Regions from separate parts of the Sus scrofa genome. Here all the other regions are linked to region 3. A link is a contact called in public HiChIP or PLAC-seq data. All regions are on one chromosome and are shown on one strand. Each heading gives the region's core, a stretch centred on a gene start, on an enhancer-like site or on the middle of the called end of the contact. The rest is flanking DNA. Distances are from core to core; before and after follow the strand shown. Region 1 overlaps PTPN1 (protein tyrosine phosphatase, non-receptor type 1). Region 2 has its middle 17 kb from the start of PTPN1. Region 3 has its middle 6.3 kb from the start of SNAI1. Region 4 has its middle 19 kb from the start of PTGIS.

Evidence for each region. HiChIP or PLAC-seq counts read pairs in DNA pulled down with a chosen protein or histone mark.
Region 1: an H3K27ac HiChIP or PLAC-seq map of alveolar macrophages shows a contact between it and region 3. The contact joins two enhancer-like sites. A contact is called at or near these places in 1 of 47 Hi-C or Micro-C datasets (embryonic fibroblasts) and 1 of 2 datasets of contacts at active chromatin or transcription factors (alveolar macrophages).
Region 2: a contact with region 3 is called in an H3K27ac HiChIP or PLAC-seq map of alveolar macrophages. The contact joins two enhancer-like sites. A contact is called at or near these places in 1 of 5 promoter capture datasets (liver), 3 of 47 Hi-C or Micro-C datasets (epiblast stem cells, liver and skeletal muscle) and 1 of 2 datasets of contacts at active chromatin or transcription factors (alveolar macrophages).
Region 4: a contact with region 3 is called in an H3K27ac HiChIP or PLAC-seq map of alveolar macrophages. The contact joins two enhancer-like sites. A contact is called at or near these places in 1 of 5 promoter capture datasets (fetal liver) and 1 of 2 datasets of contacts at active chromatin or transcription factors (alveolar macrophages).

Annotation. Positions count from the first base shown.
Region 1 is chr17:52,042,137-52,046,664 of Sscrofa11.1, forward strand. All of the region lies in intron 1 of PTPN1 (protein tyrosine phosphatase, non-receptor type 1), which reads left to right. Among named protein-coding and RNA genes, the nearest start is that of PTPN1, 27 kb to the left of the region's middle. Within about 2 kb of position 1,980, at least 13 of the 83 cell types and tissues checked have an H3K27ac peak or open chromatin away from gene starts, as enhancers often do. A contact at or near this core is called in alveolar macrophages, where this site is marked.
Region 2 is chr17:51,997,681-52,002,396 of Sscrofa11.1, forward strand. No RefSeq gene overlaps it. Among named protein-coding and RNA genes, the nearest start is that of PTPN1, 17 kb to the right of the region's middle. Within about 2 kb of position 2,586, at least 1 of the 83 cell types and tissues checked has an H3K27ac peak or open chromatin away from gene starts, as enhancers often do. A contact at or near this core is called in alveolar macrophages, where this site is marked.
Region 3 is chr17:51,537,859-51,542,336 of Sscrofa11.1, forward strand. No RefSeq gene overlaps it. Among named protein-coding and RNA genes, the nearest start is that of SNAI1, 6.3 kb to the right of the region's middle. Within about 2 kb of position 2,158, at least 14 of the 83 cell types and tissues checked have an H3K27ac peak or open chromatin away from gene starts, as enhancers often do. A contact at or near this core is called in alveolar macrophages, where this site is marked.
Region 4 is chr17:51,217,043-51,221,520 of Sscrofa11.1, forward strand. It overlaps the pseudogene LOC110257424. Among named protein-coding and RNA genes, the nearest start is that of PTGIS, 19 kb to the left of the region's middle. Within about 2 kb of position 2,084, at least 8 of the 83 cell types and tissues checked have an H3K27ac peak or open chromatin away from gene starts, as enhancers often do. A contact at or near this core is called in alveolar macrophages, where this site is marked.

The DNA.
Region 1 (4,528 bases), core at 730-3,229, 500 kb after region 3:
TAGGTTAGAGGCTGATAACAAGATTATATTATAGAGTAATATAGGTGTGAGCATTTCTACATAAAAATAAGTAGTAATAATTCATAAATAATGAATTTGTTATTTAAGAATTCATTATTTCGCATGTTTGGAGGAGTAGACACTCTAGACTGTTTACATTGGTTAAATTTTCTCATTACGTCTTGGTATTGTATGCACTGGACATATATTATTTCTATAATTTTAGAGGAGGAATTTTATAATGATTAAGTTCTTTCTATGCTTAGGAATGTCTATATTTTCTAATGATTCAAAGATTTACTAATGTCTTTATTACGTAGCCTTAGTACCCTCAGTTTTTGGTTATTACTGCGATTCCTTTCTGTGAGCAGTATTGACGTCATCATCTAGCCTCCTTCCCTTCCCTCTCCCTCAGCATCTGATTTCTCAGTTGATACTTGAGGAGTCTCAGTTGAGATCCATAAAACTGATATTAGCAGGATTATTCTCCTTTTCAAAAACTTTCCCCAGAAGTTCCCTTCGTGGCTCAGCGGGTTAACAAACCCGACTAGGATCCGTGAGGAAGCAGGTTAAGGATCCGGCATTGCCGTGTGTGAGTTGTGGTGTAGGCCCACAGATGAGGCTCGGATCCCGCAGTACTGTGGCTGTGGTGTAGGCTGGCAGCTGCAGCTCAGCCCCTAGCCTGGGAGCCTCCGTATGCCATGGGTGTGGCCCTAAAAAGAAAAAAAAAAAAAAAAAAAAAAAGCAACCTCTCCCACTCTGCCTTCCACTCCCTTTGGTAGTTACATTATGTAGTACGCGGTCTCCCTCACAGCCATCCTGTTATCTTACATCTACTAGGAAGCAGTAACGCTCACTATCACTCGATCGCTAAATCTCTAGTCACTTTGGTTGCCTGATGCTCATTCTCTGCTATATTCCTCGGGAATGGTTTATAGAAACAATATTCCATGAGTTAGAGTATTTTCATAACAGTTTGTCTGCAGCCTTTATATTTGAAGGCCATCGGTATATAAAAGTCTTTGGATCATGTTTTATTTACTTAAGTAATTTAAATAGATTATTCCATTGTGGTATAAAGCATTGCTGTGGATGTTTGATGGTCTAATGTTTTGCCCTTGAAAATGACTTATCTTTATACTAGATTCCCAAAGGATTTTTTTTTAATCTTTTATTTCAAAGTGTACTCACTTATTAAACCATGTCTTGGTGTTAGCCATTTTGGGTCAAGATCAGTGTGTTCTTTCAGTGTATAGTTGCAGTCTTTTTTTTTTTTTTTAACTTCAGGAGAGTCTTAAATTTGAGTTTTCAGTATTTCTTTTGTTATATGGCTTTGATTTCCTTCTCAGGGACTCAGCCTGTTGTGGGTATGTTTGATCTTTTCTGCCTATCATCTGTTTCTTTCACTTCCTCTCAAAAATGTCAAAATCTTTCTAAATTTACTTCAAAAATAAATGGAAAATTATTAAATATAATTTCAGGTTTAAAAAAATTTAATTTCAAACTTACAGAACAATTGTAATAGTACAAGGGACATGCTTCTGTTTGGTTATTTCTTTGTGAAAAAAATTTTAAGCTCCTCCTTAATCTGTTTCTTTTAAGGCATTAAATGTGTCTATTTGCTCTTGTGGTTCTCCTTCTTTTGTCTTCATTTCAGAAAATATTTTCGTCTTTTCTTTTGAATTCTTTCCTGATTTCTTTCACTTCTCTTTTCATATCATTCATTTTTCCAGTTGCCTTGTTTATTGAGTTTTCATTCTCATTTATATTGTTCTTCCATAGCTTCTACCATTTTCTTAATTTCTTTTAGCTTAGTTTCATCTTTTGTAGGCCTCTTTCTAGCTTACTTTTGTTTTCTGTAGGGATGTTGTTTGTTCCTTCTCTTTTATATATTAATGCTGTGTAGAACTCAACTGTTCCTTGTCTGCTGATCATTTTAAACTGAGTGGTTTCCCTGTAGTTTTAGGAAGGAAGGAGTGAGTCAGACATTCTAACCCAGAGCTCTCAGGCTCCCTCTTCAGTTGACTCTGTGAAGTGATTTTTAAAACCACCTTATGCTTTCCTAGATCTGCTTCCCCAGTTCCTCTCATTTTTGCCTGTTATCTCAGCCTTCTCTTTGCTTTGCCCCTTTTGTCCATATCTTGCTCAGTTTGTACTACTCCCAGAACCTTCTCAGGGCAGGCATTATCCTAGAAGGTCCTAGTTTTGAGAGTCTGTAGGGCCTAGGCTGTCCCAGCACCTTGGTGAGGGGAGCCTGGCAATGCCTGGGAACTGAAGCCTGTGGAATCTGCTCCCTGTTTGGCTGCTAACAGGTTGGCCTGTCACACTTTCCAGTGAGACCTGATGGTGATTTGGGCTTCTCCTGATCCCAGCCATCAGAATGCCCAGTTGTTTTGATTTTCCTTCCTCTCAAATGCTAATACCACATAGGTCTTAATAACTGGTGTGTCCCCTGCTTACTTGAACTTTAAGAATCACAACACAGCCTCGTGCGTGGTTTTGTTCTAATGTCTGAGGGGTTGTCTGTTGGTGTTGCTATCCTGTTGCCCTGTTTATTTTTACAGGGGATCTTAGGGAGAGGGAGAAACTGTGCTGCCACTGCCACCATCTTCCCAGGATCATAAAGCCAGTGTAATCTCTCAAAAACATATATCCATTTATATCATTTCTCCCCCTTAAAAAAATTGAGTCGCAAGACTCCTTTATGAAAACTTTCAAACATATAGAAATAGATTAGTATAATGAACCCCTCTGTATCATCACCCAGTTTCAGTAATTAGAAACTCCTGGCTCATCTTCTTTCCTCTGTACCCCCTGCCCATTAACCCCTCCTAGCTCTAATTTATTTTGAAGTAAATCCAAGCATCATAACAAATACTTTTTTAAAAAATTAATAAACGCACAGGTCCGAAGAGCCAGATCCAAGTCTACTTTGGACTTGGAAAATGAAATCTCAAAGCTGACAGCACCATCCAGGGTCTGGACTGAGGGACCAAAAGCCTGGAAGTATGTTCAGAGTGCAAGTGGGAGCTGATCATCTTGACAAGCTCTGCTGGGCACAAGGAACAAGGAAGACAGCACTTGCCATTCCTACTTGAATACTCTTTGCAGCGGCGAGGAGCCGTGGGTTTTGATTTCGGAGTGCTTCGTACTGCGTCGAGTCCATCCTCAGCCTGGCTCCAGGGCCCCATGTAAAAGCCTTCCTGATATTCCAGCCATTGACCTGCTCCTCCCCTACTTTGTAGGGAGAATGGAGGGAGCCTAGATTCCACCTCAGATGGAATGTTGCCTTCTCCAGGAGTGTATTGCATCAGAAAATCGTGCTGCCTGCAGGAGAAGTAGAGGGGAAGGGGCACCTCCTTCCAAGAAATGTTTCTCTCACACCCAGCCATTCCTTGGGTATCATAGCAGGAGATTACTCATTACAGGAAAATCACCCCTGAGCGTTCTGTTTAGGAGGTCAGAGGGAGAGAGCAGAGTTCTCAAGGCTAGTTGGGTCACTGGTGCTTTCTTCTTGTATTCATTGTTTTGTTTTCCACTGCCATCCTCATGCTGTCTCTGTTTTCTTAATTCCAAATTCATCTCTCTCCCCTGGTTCTTTCTCTTTAGCCTGCTCACTCAGCGAATCCTTATTGAGGGCCCTGTGTCTGCAGTAGTGGTACTCTGTTGGTGAGGAAGTTAGACCTGGAGTGTCTGCTCCTTCGAGCTGAGGAGACTTAAGTTTAGGAAGTGTTGGAGTTCCCGTCGTGGCACAGTGGTTAACGAATCTGACTAGGAACCATGAGGTTGCGGGTTCGATCCCTGGCCTTGCTCAGCGGGTTAAGGATCCGGCGTTGCGGTGAGCTGTGGTGTAGGTTGCAGACGCAGCTTGGATCCCATGTTGCCGTGGCTCTGGTGTAGGCTGGCGGCTACACCTCCGATTAGACCCCTAGCCTGGGAACCCCCATATGCCGTGGGGGTGGCCCTAGAAAAGGCAAAAAAAAAAAAAAAAGACAAAAAGTTTAGGAAGTGTTGTATATGCCCTGTGCACCCCCAGGAGTCTGAACACACAGACCTGGGTCGCAGGCCAGTGTTCTGCAGTGTAGGCCCCTGCTCTCCTCTGACCATGGGTGTGATGGCAGGGGCTTGAAGAGTGACATAAGCAGTGGGCTCCTGGGGTTGCTCCAGTGGAGAATTGCCATCCTTTCTCCACCCCAGCCCTCATTGCAACCGTGCTGGAACAGAGGAGGCAAAACAACTTGGACATAGCTGCGTGACTTATTTTGTCTCATTAACACCAACCAAAGTCTGCAAGGAGAGGTGATAGGTCAGCAATGCCAAGGAAGTCTCTCTTTCCTCTGCACCAGATATGTTAACTCTGGAATGTACTGTTCTCATTTTTACCAGCTCTCCTTGATGCCTTTCCCTTCTTCCTATAGAATAGATTTCCCCTGTGAGCAGCACTTTTGGCTCAGTAGCATTCGTTTGTGGCCATAGGTGGTCTTCCCCCACTGAGCGGGAACTCACTGAGGACAGGGACTCTGACTGC
Region 2 (4,716 bases), core at 1,336-3,835, 460 kb after region 3:
TCCCCAGAAAGTAACTAAATCAATGAGAACAAGAAACACCCTCCCACACACTGGAGACCCAAGGGCTACTTCTAAAGCTGCTAACAGAGCATCCTCTGTGCTTCAGTTTGTGAAAGACAATAAATGGATTCAAGTGATTATGTACCAAAGAGTAGGGTATATTTCTTGCTAATGCCATGAGAAAGATGAGGTCCTTCCACCCACTGAATAGGAGTCATCTGCTTTGGCTTCAAATGGAGTCATTACAGGAATGCTGTTTAATTGGACAATAGCATGTTCTCTGGGGATGGGGGGGGGGGTTTAAAGCTAGACTGCAGTCGGATTTAATTGATATCTTAGTTTGGAAACCCCCTATAGCCAAATTTGTATCTTAGTTTGGGTTTCCCCAGAGGCAGAGCCTGAGACAAAGATTCAAGGACAAGTATTTTATTCAGTAGGGAAGGAGAAAGAAGGGAAGAGAGAACAACCGAAATTAAGCAAGTTATCAAGACAGTTACTGCCATGGGTAACTGGAGCTTCGCCTCACCAGTGTAGAACATGTGTTTCAGAGTTATCCTACCCGAGGGACCAGGGAGCTGGGGTATTTATATATCACCTCTTTCCAGGCACAGGTTGATGGCTGCATCTGGGTGGAAGGGAGAGAGTCCTAGTTCTCCAATACTTCCAGTCTGCGAGGGAGGTCCAACAGCCAGGAAAAAAAACAAACTCATACAAAAAGATGAAGACGCTAGCAGCTATTAGTTGGGCAAGTGAAGCTGGGAAAATGATAAAATCTGAGGCTCACAAACTCAGTAACAACTGCTACTCCCTAGGTGCAAGTAGTTTATTTGGGAGACAACCCCAAGAAGAAGAACAAAGGAGTGGGAAAATGAGGTAGGGAAGGGAGGACCAGAATAAAGGGTATGTCAGTGAGTTGGTTCCCTTTATGTGCAACTGGGGCCCAATCTCAGTGGGAACCTCTGGGACATTTATCCACAGCACCCATCTCCCAGTGGTTGAAGGTACTGCCTAGGGCTATCAATTCCCAGGCATTTCCCTTGTGACCTGCTGTGTACACACTGAGCACATGGGCCCTGGGCAGTGATGCAGATGCTGGAGGTTGGAAGCCATAACCATGTACAAAACTGTCCACCAAGCTTCAGGCAGTCCTCCAGGATGGGCTGAAAGAGACGATCATAGGCACCAATGCTGGTCAGGAAACTCAAGAAAGAGGGAACAGAGAAGAAGGTGCAAAGCCAACGTTTACAAAGTGCAGGGCACTGACATGCATTAGTACATTTAATCTTGTTTTTATAATTCCCATTTTACAGATGAGAAAACTGGGTTCAGAGAGGAATGTGACTTGCTCTTGGTAATGTGGCAGTTAACTGGCAGTGCTGAAATTCCAGCTCAGATTTAGTCTGCAAAAACAATGTCTACCAGCCCCCCACCCCCACCCCACACATCTACTTTTTCCTAAATGATGTTTAGGAGGTTATCAAGACTGAGGTTGAGAAAAGCCTTATGGTGTCCTTAAATTTTTTTTTGGTGTCCCTAAATTTTAAAGATACTTTACGAATTTCATTTGCACTTTTCATTTATTCAGTACATTTATTAAGTAGCCAATATATGGTGAGACAAGACAGACAAAATCCTTTCCCCTTAGAGTTTATGTTACAGCAGGAAAAGAGACACTAAACCACTAAACAACACATGTGGGAGGCATGGAAGTACAGATCTTTAGAGTGGGAGTGAGAGGGAGAAGAGAAGGCCACCAATGAAAGGAAATTATTTGATCACAGCTGAGATGCAGATTCTCAGTCTCAGCCTGATGGATATTTTGGGCTGGATTTTTCCATTGTTGGGGACAGTCTTGTGCAAGTAGGATGTTTCATACTGAAGAACTGGACCCTAAATATAGACATTACTATAGATGAAGTCTTCATAAAAAAGAGTTTAAAAAATTATTTCAGAAGACTCTACAATAGGACTATCAGTTGGACATTCAAGGGGAAATCAAGTTTGGTCAGAACTTAAACAGTTTAAGTTTAAGAGGGCGTGAGAATCCAGGACGGGTGGGACCACACTCGCATGTAAGCAAGTGGGAGAACTTTATGGAAATGCAGGTGTTTGGTGTTGGGGGTGAGGAATGACAGTTTTCTACACATAAGCAAAAGATGGTCCAAACAGGTCAATGCCAAAGCTGTCTGGAGACAATGCTGGACTTCACACCAGTCTGTGTGAGCTTAGTTCATGGATCAATCAACCTTCCCCTCAGAGGGGGAAATTCCACTAAATAGAAAAGAATCTTATTTGCTCATACTCTTGGCTATCTTCAGATTATAGATGCCTTTAGGGCCCATTTAAGAGGTCTTATAGCGCTTCTTTAACTGTTACTCAAACCAGGCTCAAAAGCAGGAGATTGACATAACAGTCAAGATACAAGCGTCCTTCAAAATTATATCTGGTCCACCCAAACCCCAAAGTGAATTGGGATTTCAACTTTTTAAATGAGACTCTTTAGTGCCAACAGCAATAAAGACCAATGAGTCAAAAGCTCATGCAATTTCAAAACTGTGGTTTTCTTCTGATGGCTGCTGGGGACTTCCACAGAAGTCACGATGTTAATACAGGAACAAACAATGAAAAAAAAATGGCAACATGACAGAGGCATAGACCAATGTCTGTATGTTTACCTGAGTCCAAATAAATCCTATACTAGTGGTATTTATATGTGTAACCATAAATGGCAGGGCCAGCGTGGGTCCTTGACTCTGCCTTTTAGTAGCTCTGGGACCTGAGGAAGTCCCTTCGGCTTTCTGAGCACCAGCTTCCTCATTTCTAAAATGCAGGTGGTAGTAGAACCTGCCTCAGAGAGTTGTTGTGAAAATTAAATAAGATACTGTGTGTTAAATGCTAAATAAGGTGATATGTTAGTTTCCTATGGTTGCTGTTTCAAATTATCACAAACCTAGTGGCTGAAAGTAATGCGAAGTTATTGCCTTATAATTACAAAGTCAGAAGATGGGTCTTATGGAGCTAAAAAAAAAAAAAAAATAAGGGCGTTTGCAGATCTCCATTCCTTTCAGAGTCTCCAGGCAGGAATCTGTTTCCTTGCCTTTTCCAGCTTCTTGGCTCGTGGCACATCCTCCATCTTCAAAGAAAACAGCATGGCATCTTCTGATCACTCTCTTAGACCCTGATTCCTTATTTACATCGTTTTCTCTGACTTTGACCCACCTGCCTCCCTTTTATAAGGACCCTTTTTGCTCCATTGGGCCCACGGAGATAATCCAGGATAATCTCCCCATCTCAATATCATTAACCTACTCACGAAGTCCCTTCTGCCACATAAAGTAACACATTTATAGGTTCTGAGGTTTAGAGCATAGATTTCTTTGTAGGGACCATTATTCTATCTACTGTAAGTGGCTATTTATAGCATTATTCGTATGGGTTGCTGGTTACACATACTTGAAGGCAATGTACAGTAAGGATGACATATTGTAAAGGGGGAAAAACCCAAACCCTAACCCTAAAATCCTAAGAGTGATTGTGATTGATGTTAAATCGATGTAACTAAGATGTTTCTTTTCTCCATTTTTGATAACACATATATTACTTTTATTTTATTTTATTTATTGTCTTTTTAGGGCCTCACCCATGGCATATGGAAGTTCCCAGGCTAGAAGTCAAATCGGAGCTACAGCTGCCAGCCTACACCACAGCCACAGCAATGCAGGATCCGAGCTGTACCTGCCATCTACATCACAGTTCATGGAAATGCTGGATCCTTAACCCACTGAGGGAGGCCAGGGATCGAACCTGTGTCCTCTTGGACACTAGTTCACACCGCTGAGCCATGATGGGAACCCCTTATGTTACTTTTATAATAAAAATATTTTTATTAAAATGTTAGTAAATATGAAAATAGAAATCTCAATTTTATATGATAGTATTTTCATGTATTGTTCTAGCTATCGGGTGATGCATGACAAACCAGCCCCAAATTTAGTGGCTTAAAAACAGCAGTTTATTATTCTCATTGGCAGTTTTATGGGTTGACTGGACTCGGCTGAGTGAGTCTCATGCCGTTGCAAACAGATGGCTACTGGGCTTGACGTTATCTTGATTTGAACTGGACATTGCAGATGGCATCTCAGGGCTCTCCCACTGGAGTAGCCTGAACTTCCATGGTGGCTCAGGGCTACACAAAGCACGAAGCCTAGAACTGGCCCAGCAGCACTTTCACCCTGTTCTATTGGTCAAACAGACACAAAGTCAAGGCCAGTCCAGATTCAAGGGGGCAGAACAATAGAGCCCATATCTCAAGAGAAAGAATGAATAACAGGCATCTTTGAAGTCAAGCTAACAAGTATCTTGCTCTTTCTCCACCCACTCCTCCCCAATATCATCCCGGGATGTTGCATGCTTCCCCCTGCCCTATTTCATCCTGGGATGTCTCTCTCTTCTTCTTTGAGGGGAGTATCACTGCAAAAGCACATCACAGTTTTATGGGTTTTCAGTTAGGACATGAACCTTGCCCCCCCACCCCCCGCCAGCAGCATCAAGAGCTTAAGCTCCTCAAGAAGTTGAGGTGGACTTTCTTGTTTTCTTCTGCTTGTTTAACATCCCTTCCCACTTCCTGTGCCCGAATCTTCCTGTGGGGGAACTACTGGTCAACCACAATGCCTTAAACTCTTTTAGCCTGTGAGTGGCTAAGTCACCGGGGCCAAG
Region 3 (4,478 bases), core at 908-3,407:
GTTAAGGACCTGGCATTTCCATGAGCTGTGGTGTAGGTCACAGACACGACTTGGATCTGGCATTACTGTGGCTGTGGCGGAGGCCGGCAGCTGTAGCTCCAGTTGGACCCCTAGCCTGGGACCCTCCATATGCTGTGGGTGTGGCCCTAAAAAGCAAAAAAAAAAAAAAAAAAAGGCAAGGCGTTTCCTTGTGGCACAGCGGGGTAAGTATCTGACATTGTCACTGTGCCATGAGTTCAATCCCTGGCCTGGGAACTTCCACATTCCACAGGCACAGCCAAAAAAGACTGGCAATCTCAGAAATTCTAAGGGGCCTAGGGCTCTCTCCGTCCTGAAGCCTCTGCCACCTGAACTGCTTTCACACCCTGGAACACTCATCTGCCCCGGGCTCTCTAATCACGGTGGCCAGTGGTCACTGCTGCCCAGAATGTCTGCTCACTTCCTCTCACACCTGCCCATCCTGTGACCTCAGCCTGAAGTCAGTCAGTCTCACCCTTCTGACTCACCTGGGCCCCTCTGGGTTGGTGGGGAGCCCAGTACCGCTCTTCCTCCCCTGTGAGCTCCGGGTGCCGGGGCTTGTTTGTGACCCGGCCGGTTCATTATAAGATCCTGGCCCGCTAGACACTAGACCAGGGGCTTTCCATCACTGGGTTACTGTGACTCGGGCATAATAGCCTGTCACTTCTCTGAGCCTCAGTTTTCTTACTGGTAAAAGGGGTTAATACCCTTGCTTACCACTCAGGGCTTGCTGCGGGGGGTCACATAGCCACTGTGGCAGCAGTGAGAGGGTGACGACTTGAGCATCTCAGAGGTGATGAGTGACCTGAGAGCAGCTCTGGGAAGATCTGGGGGAGAACCACAAGTGCAAAGGCCCTGCTGTGGAAAAGAACCTGTGTGAAGAGGAGGCAAGAGGGCCCGATGAGTCTGAAGCAGATGAATGCGGGGAGAGTGGAGGAGAAGAGCCCGCCGGGCGAGGTGAGCCAAGAGCAGGGTTTGGATGTTATTTCGACCTAAGGAAATCATTTGTTCTCACGTTCCCCTCTTCGGCAACATCACCCACACCTAGTGGTCCAGAGATGCACAGAGGTCTCCAGGTGTGAAAGATGGGTGCAGGTGGGGAGCGAAGAGGCCCTGGGGCTTTTCCTGGAAACAGGTTCCTCCTTCTGCCAGGAAGTGGAGATAACAGGTGATATCAGTGCAGTCTGAGGGGCGAGGCTGCCAGGGCAAATTAGTGTGCGAGATAGTCTGTGAGATAATGGATGTGAGCCCCTTTGGCAAATGCGTGGAGATTAGCTGGCAAGCCGTGCTCGGCATGGTAGCAAGATCGCTAGGGCCTGCGTCAGGTCTGGAGCATCAGTGGCTCTCCGGGTGAGATGTTGGCTCAGCAGGTGTGGAGAGGTCTAGCTTCAGGGCCCCACTCAGCCCTGACACATCCACCCTCAAGGCCTCGATACCTGCCATTTAACCAGGGCAATCCCCTCTTCCCGGTTGCCTGGGATTGTTCCAGAAACCCTCAGTCCTGGGCAAACCAGGACAGTTGTCCCCTACTTATTACCCATATTCACTAGATAAAGAAACGAGATCACAGCGGCTGGCAGTCAATATTTGCCTGGATTTTGTGGCTGGGGTTTTTTCATGACAAAGTATTTGAAATAGTGACACATGCCTGTGAAATAACTGATTCATACCCTGGTGACCAGGCAGGTTAAGGATCTGACATCGTCCCTGCTGTGGCTCAGGTCACTTCACTGCTGTAGTGCAGTTTCAATCCCTGGCTTAGAAACTTCCACCTGCTGATGAGCTGGAAAAAAAAGTAAATGGAGTTCCTGCTGTGGTGCAAAGCAATAGGTGGGGTCTCTGGGTCTCTGGATCCCCGGTGCTGCACAGTGGCTTAAGGACCTGGAGTTGCTGCAATCGTGGCTCAGATCTGATCCCTAGCCAGGGAACTCCATCTGCCACGGGCTGGCTGAAAAAAAGAAAAAAAGTAATGACATTAATAGTTGCAAGTGTTTAAAAATGATTTTTAAGACACAGGAAATGCGTGTCGTAAAAGATCCTTCCTCCTCCTGCCAGGCTGCCACCCAGGTCCCCTCCTCAGAGACAACCCTCCCCCACCCCGGACTAGTTTCTAGTTCTCCCTCCAAGGGTTGTTTCTAAGAAATACCCACACATCGCTTCCTCTTTATGCGCAAACTATTATCATATTGTGTGTGCTATTCTGGGCCTTGCTGTTTACCACTTGATGTCTCTCTCTTGCACTCTCTCTCTTTTTTTTTTTTTTTGGCCACTCCTGTGCCATGTGGAAGTTCTGGGGCCCAGGACTGAACTGGCACAGCAGTGATCCCAGCTGCTGCGGTGACAATGCCAGGTCCTTAACCAGCTGTGCCACATGAGAACTCCACTCCATCTGATTCCACACCCATTACCTATAGAACTTTCTCCTTTTTGACAGGGGGCTAATCTGACTGCACTATAAGGTATTAACTGGTCCCCACGTGGACCTTGGCTCCAGTGCAGGAGTGTCCAATACCACTTGGGGATGCTAAAGGGACACCTATGTAGGTGAGCCTCCTGCACAGAGACTTGCACACAGCAGGTGCTCAGCAGATTGGAATAAAAAGGATTTATCTAGCTTTTCTTGGAGCTCTCAGCCCTGGGCCACACCCAACTTCCCTTGAAAGCCTTTTGTGTCCTAGGATGATGACTTTGATTCCTTCACAGAGGGCCTTCTGAGTCAGGCCCAAGGTTGAATCACTGTGTGTGTTCAGGCAGGTGAGAGACACTCAAGAGGTTTTATTTTTTAAATCAAGGATAAGGAAGGAGGTTGAGCCTGGTTTTGTTCATTGAACTTTCCATGGACAATGTCTTCTTCCTGTTTGAGATTAACGCTGATTGATCCACTCACCGAATGATGATCTAATCGAGGGGGCAGTTAGCCTAACATACAGTTTTTAGTGATTAGGAAGTTCATCAACTCAGTGACCAAAGGACACACAGGGCTCATTCGGGACACAGAGAAAAAATAAACGGCTTTGGAGTATGGAAAATTGCTCCACCCAAGCATGTAAATGCAGATTGTAACTAGAAGCTCTCACTTTCCCTTATCAGATGGGAAAAGATAAAATTTGAGGAGTTCCCATTATGGCTCAGGGGTTAACGAACTGAGACTAGGATCCACGAGGACACAGTTCTTCGGGTTCTTCCATCCCCAGCCTCGCTCAGTGGGTTAAGGATCCAGAGCTGGTGTTGCCGTGAGCTATGGTGTAGGTCACAGATGAGGCCTGAGCAGCTGCAGTTCCAATTCAACCCCTAGCCTGGGAACCTCCATATGCCTCAGGTGCAGCCCTAAAAAGACGAGAGACCAAAAAAAAAAAAAAAGACAAAATTTGACAATACCGTACTTCCACCAGGTTTTGAGAAAAGTCCCCCATCTCCCTGTTGGTGGAAGAATGATTTACTTTAACCTCGTTAGAGGGCATTTGCTAACACTTTTTGTAACATAATTTTTGGGTGCAATTATGTGTGCAATACAAGAGAGTCACTGAAATTGCCACCTTGTTTGTAACAGCAAAAAATTGTATTCTAGGAGTTCCCGTCGTAGCTCAGTGGTTAACGAATCTGACTAGGAACCATGAGGTTACGGATTTGATCCCTGCCCTCGCTCAGTGGGTTAAGGATCCGGCGTTGCTGTGAGCTGTGGTGTAGGTCACAGATGCGGCTCGGATCCCATGTTGCTGGGGCTCTGGTGTAGGCCAGTGGCTACAGCTCCAATTACACCCCTGGCCTGGGAATCTCCATATGCCGTGGGAAGCGGCCCTAGAAAAGGCAAAAAGACCAAAAAAAAAAAAAAAATTGTATTCTAATCTAAATGCCTATCACAAGTCCTCTTGTTAGATAAATTGTGTGATTGTGGTATAATCCATACAATGAGAAAGTGTGCCATTCTGCAACAGATGAAGGGAGCCACATGACATGATGGAGCAACTTTCAAGGTACACAATATAGTTACTTGGGAGGAAAGACTAGCTTGTGGGCTCCCACTTATGTTACTTAAAGAAGGGGTGTACAGATTCATGCACATATGTATGTCTTTCCTTGTCTCTATAAAGACCATCTCTGGACGGTCATACAAGGAACTGGTAAAAATGTGACTGGTATAAATAAACCACAATTTTTTTTTTTTTTTGTCTTTTTTTTAGGGCCGCACCTGCAGCACATGGAGGTTCCCAGGCTAGGGGTCTAATCCAAGCTGTTGCTGCTGGCCTACGCCAGAGCCACAGCAACGCCAGATCCAAGCTTCGTCTGCGACCTACACCACAGCTCACCACAACGCCGGATCCTTAACCCACTGAGCAAAGCCAGGGATTGAACCTGCAAACCTCACGGTTCCTAGTCAGATTCGTTTCCGCTGTGCCACGACGGCAACTCCATAAAACACATTTTTAGTTATTGTTCTTACTTTTAGTGGGGATGGACAC
Region 4 (4,478 bases), core at 834-3,333, 320 kb before region 3:
AGCCACAGCTACAGCAACACAGGGATCTGAGCCGTGTTTGCAACCTACACCACAGCTCATGGCAACGCCAGCTCCCTAACCCACTGAGCAAGGTCAGGGATCGAACCCACAACCTCATGGTTCCTAGTCGGATTCGATGACCACTGAGCCATAACGGGAACTCCTTTTTTTTTTTTTTTTTTTTTTCTCTTTCTTAATGGCTGGGTAGTATTCCATTGTGTATCTATACCACATAGTCTTAATCCAGTCATCTGTCGATGGACATTTAAGTTGTTTCCATGTCTTTGCTATTGTGAATAATGCTGTAATGAACATACAGGTACATGTATCTTTTTCAAGGTTATTTTTTTCTGGGTATATGCCCAAGAGTGGGATTGCTGGGTCATATGGTAGTTCTATATTTAGTTTTCTGAGGTACCTCCATACTGTTCTCCATAGTGGTTGTACCAATTTACATTCCCACCAACAATGTAGGAAGGTTCCCTTTCCTCCACACCCTCTCCAGCATTTGTTATTTGTGGACTTATTAATGATGGCCATTCTGACTGGTGTGAGGTGGTACCTCATGGGAGTTTTGATTTGCATTTCTCTAATAATCAGTGATGTTGAGCATCTTTTCATGTGCTTATTGGCCATCTGTATATCTGCTTTGGAGAAATGTCTATTCAGGTCTTTTGACCATTTTTCAAATGGGTTGCTGGATTTTTTTACTGTTGAGGTGTATAAGTTGTTTGTATATTTTGGAGATTAAGCCCTTGTCAGTTGCATTGTTTGAAACTATTTTTTCCCATTCTGTAGGTTGTCTTTTTTTTTTTTAATGGTTTCCTCTGCTGTGCAAAAGCTTGTCAGTTTGATTAAGTCCCGTTGGTTTATTTTTGCTTTTATTTCTGTTGCCTTGGGAGACTGACCTGAGAAAACATTTGTAAAGTTGATGTCAGAGAATGTTTGCCTATGTTCTCTTCTAGGAGTTTGATGGTGTCTTGTCTTAAATTTAAGTCTAAGCCATTTTGAGTTTATTTTTGTTTATGGTGTGAGGGTGTTTTCCAGGTTCATTGATTTACATGTGACTGTCCAGTTTTCCCAGCACCACTTGCTGAAAAGACTCTTTTTCCCATTTTATATTCTTGCTCCTTTGTCAAAAATTAATTGACCATAGGCGTCTGGGTTTATTTCTGGGTTCTCTATTCTGCTCCATTGGTCTGTATGTCTGTTTTGGTACCAGTACCACTCTGTCTTGATTACTGTGGCTATGTAATATTGCCTGAAGTCTGGGAGAGTGATGCCTCCTGCTTGGTTTTTGTTCCTCAGGATTGCTTTGGCAGTTCTGGGTCTTTTATGGTTCCATATAAATTTTGGGATTGTTTGTTCTACTTCTGTGCAACGCTGGATCCTTAACCCACTGAGTGAGGCCAGGGATTGAACCCGAGTCCTCATGGATATTAGTCAGGTTCTTGACCCACTGAATCACGAGGGGAACTCCCGCCTTCCTCTTATAATGACATGTGTGGTGGCACTTAGAGTCCTCCTGGACAATCTAGAATAATCTCCTCATCGCAAGATATCTCAGAAGTCCAGCATTTAGCCCCCTGCCCCAGCTGTGTGAGCTCAGGCAAGTGTCTTAACCTTACTGTGCCTGTTTCCTTACTGTAAAATGACAGTAGCCACCTGCTTAGGCTGTTATGAGGATTAAATAAGTTAATCACATAAAGCACTTTAAAGGGTGACCAGCACATGATAAGAGCTTTGTGTCAGCTTTTAATATGATCAGGCCTCTCCTGCCAAGACTGAAATCCCCCAGAGAACTGTTTCCATCTTTGTCCTGTTCACCACTGTCTTCCCAGCATCTGCCACGAGGACTTACACACAGTAGGTGCTCAGTAAATACCTTATGCAGGCATACTGCTGGCTGGATGTGTGGTTTTAGGGAAGCTGTTTTTCCTCTCTGGGCCTTGGTTTCCTCCTGTCTCCATGAAGAACTGCTGTTGGGGAAAGTACATTTCTCTGTCGCAAAGGGTGTGTTCCTGTCGGGGAGTAGAGGTTTCTGGGGTCAGGGGACGGCTGAAGATGCTTTCTCTCTGAATCATCAGATTTCCCAACTTGAGGCCAAGTGTCTAAACTTTATGAGCAAGCTGGTTGGAGATAAGGTGGGGAAACACTGATTTGGCCAAAGCAGCAGCCAAGATGCTGGGTCTGGACTTCCCTGGAGCATTTCAGCTACGTGACTTGGAGCTTAGCATCTGCCAGGAAAACAGGCTGCTGGCCCACAACCAAGAGGGGCATCCCCAATGCCACCTTTAGTGGTTAGAGCCTGCTCTGGCTGTTCTGTTCACAGACCAGCATCTACTCAAACCCTTGTGGCTCCAGTGGAGAAGCAGAGACCCCAAAAGAGTGAAGACCTTGTCCAAAGTTAGGCTGCCCAATGAGGCTAGGATCCAGGACCTGCAGGAACCAACCGGACTAGGAGAGGGGGAGAGCTGCAGGCAGAGGGTGTGGCACCTACAACAGGGGTGAGAGATGACACAAACTCAGAAACCAGAGTGGAGGAGAGAAAGAGGGTACATTACCTGCTCAGGGCTTTGGATTCAAGTCTGAGGGCAAAAGGGCACCATCGATGGTTTTAGGAAGAGCAGCAGCAAGATCTGAGGGTCTTTTTCCAAATGTGGTCCACAGACCATCAGCGTCAGATCACCTACAAGCAGAGACGAGGAACAGGCTGTCCAAACACAGATTCCTGGGGTCTACCATAGATGGGCTCCTCGTTTATTTATTTATTTGGCTGCACCCAAAGCCTTCGGAAGTTCCCAGGCCAGGGATGGAACCCCTGCCACAGCTGCAATCCAAGCCACAGCAGTGACAATGCCAGATCCTTAACCCCTTGTGCCACCAGGGAATTCCGAGGCTTTTCATTTTAACAGACCCTCCTCTGAGGCAATTCCGAAGCACACTCAGTTTTAGGGAGTCCAGAGATGCTGAGTAACATTTCAGTTTAAAGATCAGCTGCAGAGCACAAGGAACTATAGCCAGTCTCCTGGGATAGGCCATGATGGAAAATAATATTTTCAAATATGTATATATATGTATGACTGAGTCACTCTGCTGTACAGCAGAAACAGGCACAACATTGTAAATCAACCATACTTTAATAAAGCGAGAAAGAGACTGAAAAATAAAGAAAGAAAGATCTGAACTCAGCCAGACTTAGTTTCAAATCCTAACTCTGCCACTCACTAGCTGTGTGACTTTAGGCCAGTTACTGAGCCTCTCTGAGCCTTGGTTTTCCTTTCTCTGAAATGGAGATAATCTTAGTCTTTGCCTCTCCAGGTTCTGCTAAGAACTAAATAAGATAAGTCCCCGTTGTGGCTCAGTGGTTAACAAATCCGACTAGGAACCATGAGGTTGCAGGTTTGATCCCTGGCCTCGCTCAGTGGGTTAAGGATCCGGCGTTGCTGTGAGCTGTGAGTAGGTCGCAGACGTGGCTCGGATCCCGAGTTGCTGTGGCTCTGGCATAGGCCAGCGACTACAGCTCTGATTCGACCCCTAGCCTGGGAACTTCCATATGCCGTGGGTACAGCCCTAAAAATCAACAAAACAAAATAAAACACTATGTAAAAAATATATTGCAGGTATTTAATGAGATTGTGTAAAGCACAAATGGAAAAGTCCTAAGGCATCCATGCTCCAAGTCAAAGCTAACTTTACAAACCTTTCCAAGGTGCCCCCAGCTACAACAGCATTACACAAGGAGTCGTTCTCTCCTAAGGGTAGATTACATCCAATACTTTAAAAAGGGAAGAGGATGTGACCCACAGAGATGACAGGATCGAATTCCAAGAGAAGAACCTCAGTAACGGAAGTCCTTTAGCTGTTACACTGAACAGAAGAACAAATGGTGTCAGGACGCTACCAGCCCAACTATTTCATAGTAAAGTTGATTTTTTTTTATTTTTAGGATATGGTTTCATTTATTCAGAAGAAAGGAAAAGGAACCCAAACAAGCCCCCCCAAACCTAAGACAAAAGCAACCAAGCTAAATATAAACAAAATCCAAATGTACTCCATACAGCTTCATTTGAGGAATAATTTGCACAGGTCTGCATCCTTTTATTTGTCCTTTGAAGTGAGTTTTTCAATCAGTTCTTGGAGGGGTACAAGCTCTCTCCTCTCAATAAGGTTGAATTCCTGGACAAAAAAAATAAAGTGCTTGAAAGATGTATTGAGATGCGCTTCCTCCTCGAATTGGATCACAGGGTCAAAATGCTGATGATAAGAGTCGGCATAAACCCTAAAGAGGCGTTTGAGTATCGTTTTTGCCACAGACATGAAATTCTTTGGGAATGGGACACCAATTTCTTGACGGAAATAATGTCTCATCATCCAAGGGGTCCTGAGCCCACGTCATCAGATAATCAATACACTTTGGGGCAGAGCACTTAATAGGCTTCTTTATGTTTGTTCCATCTGCCCAACGATGTTCACAT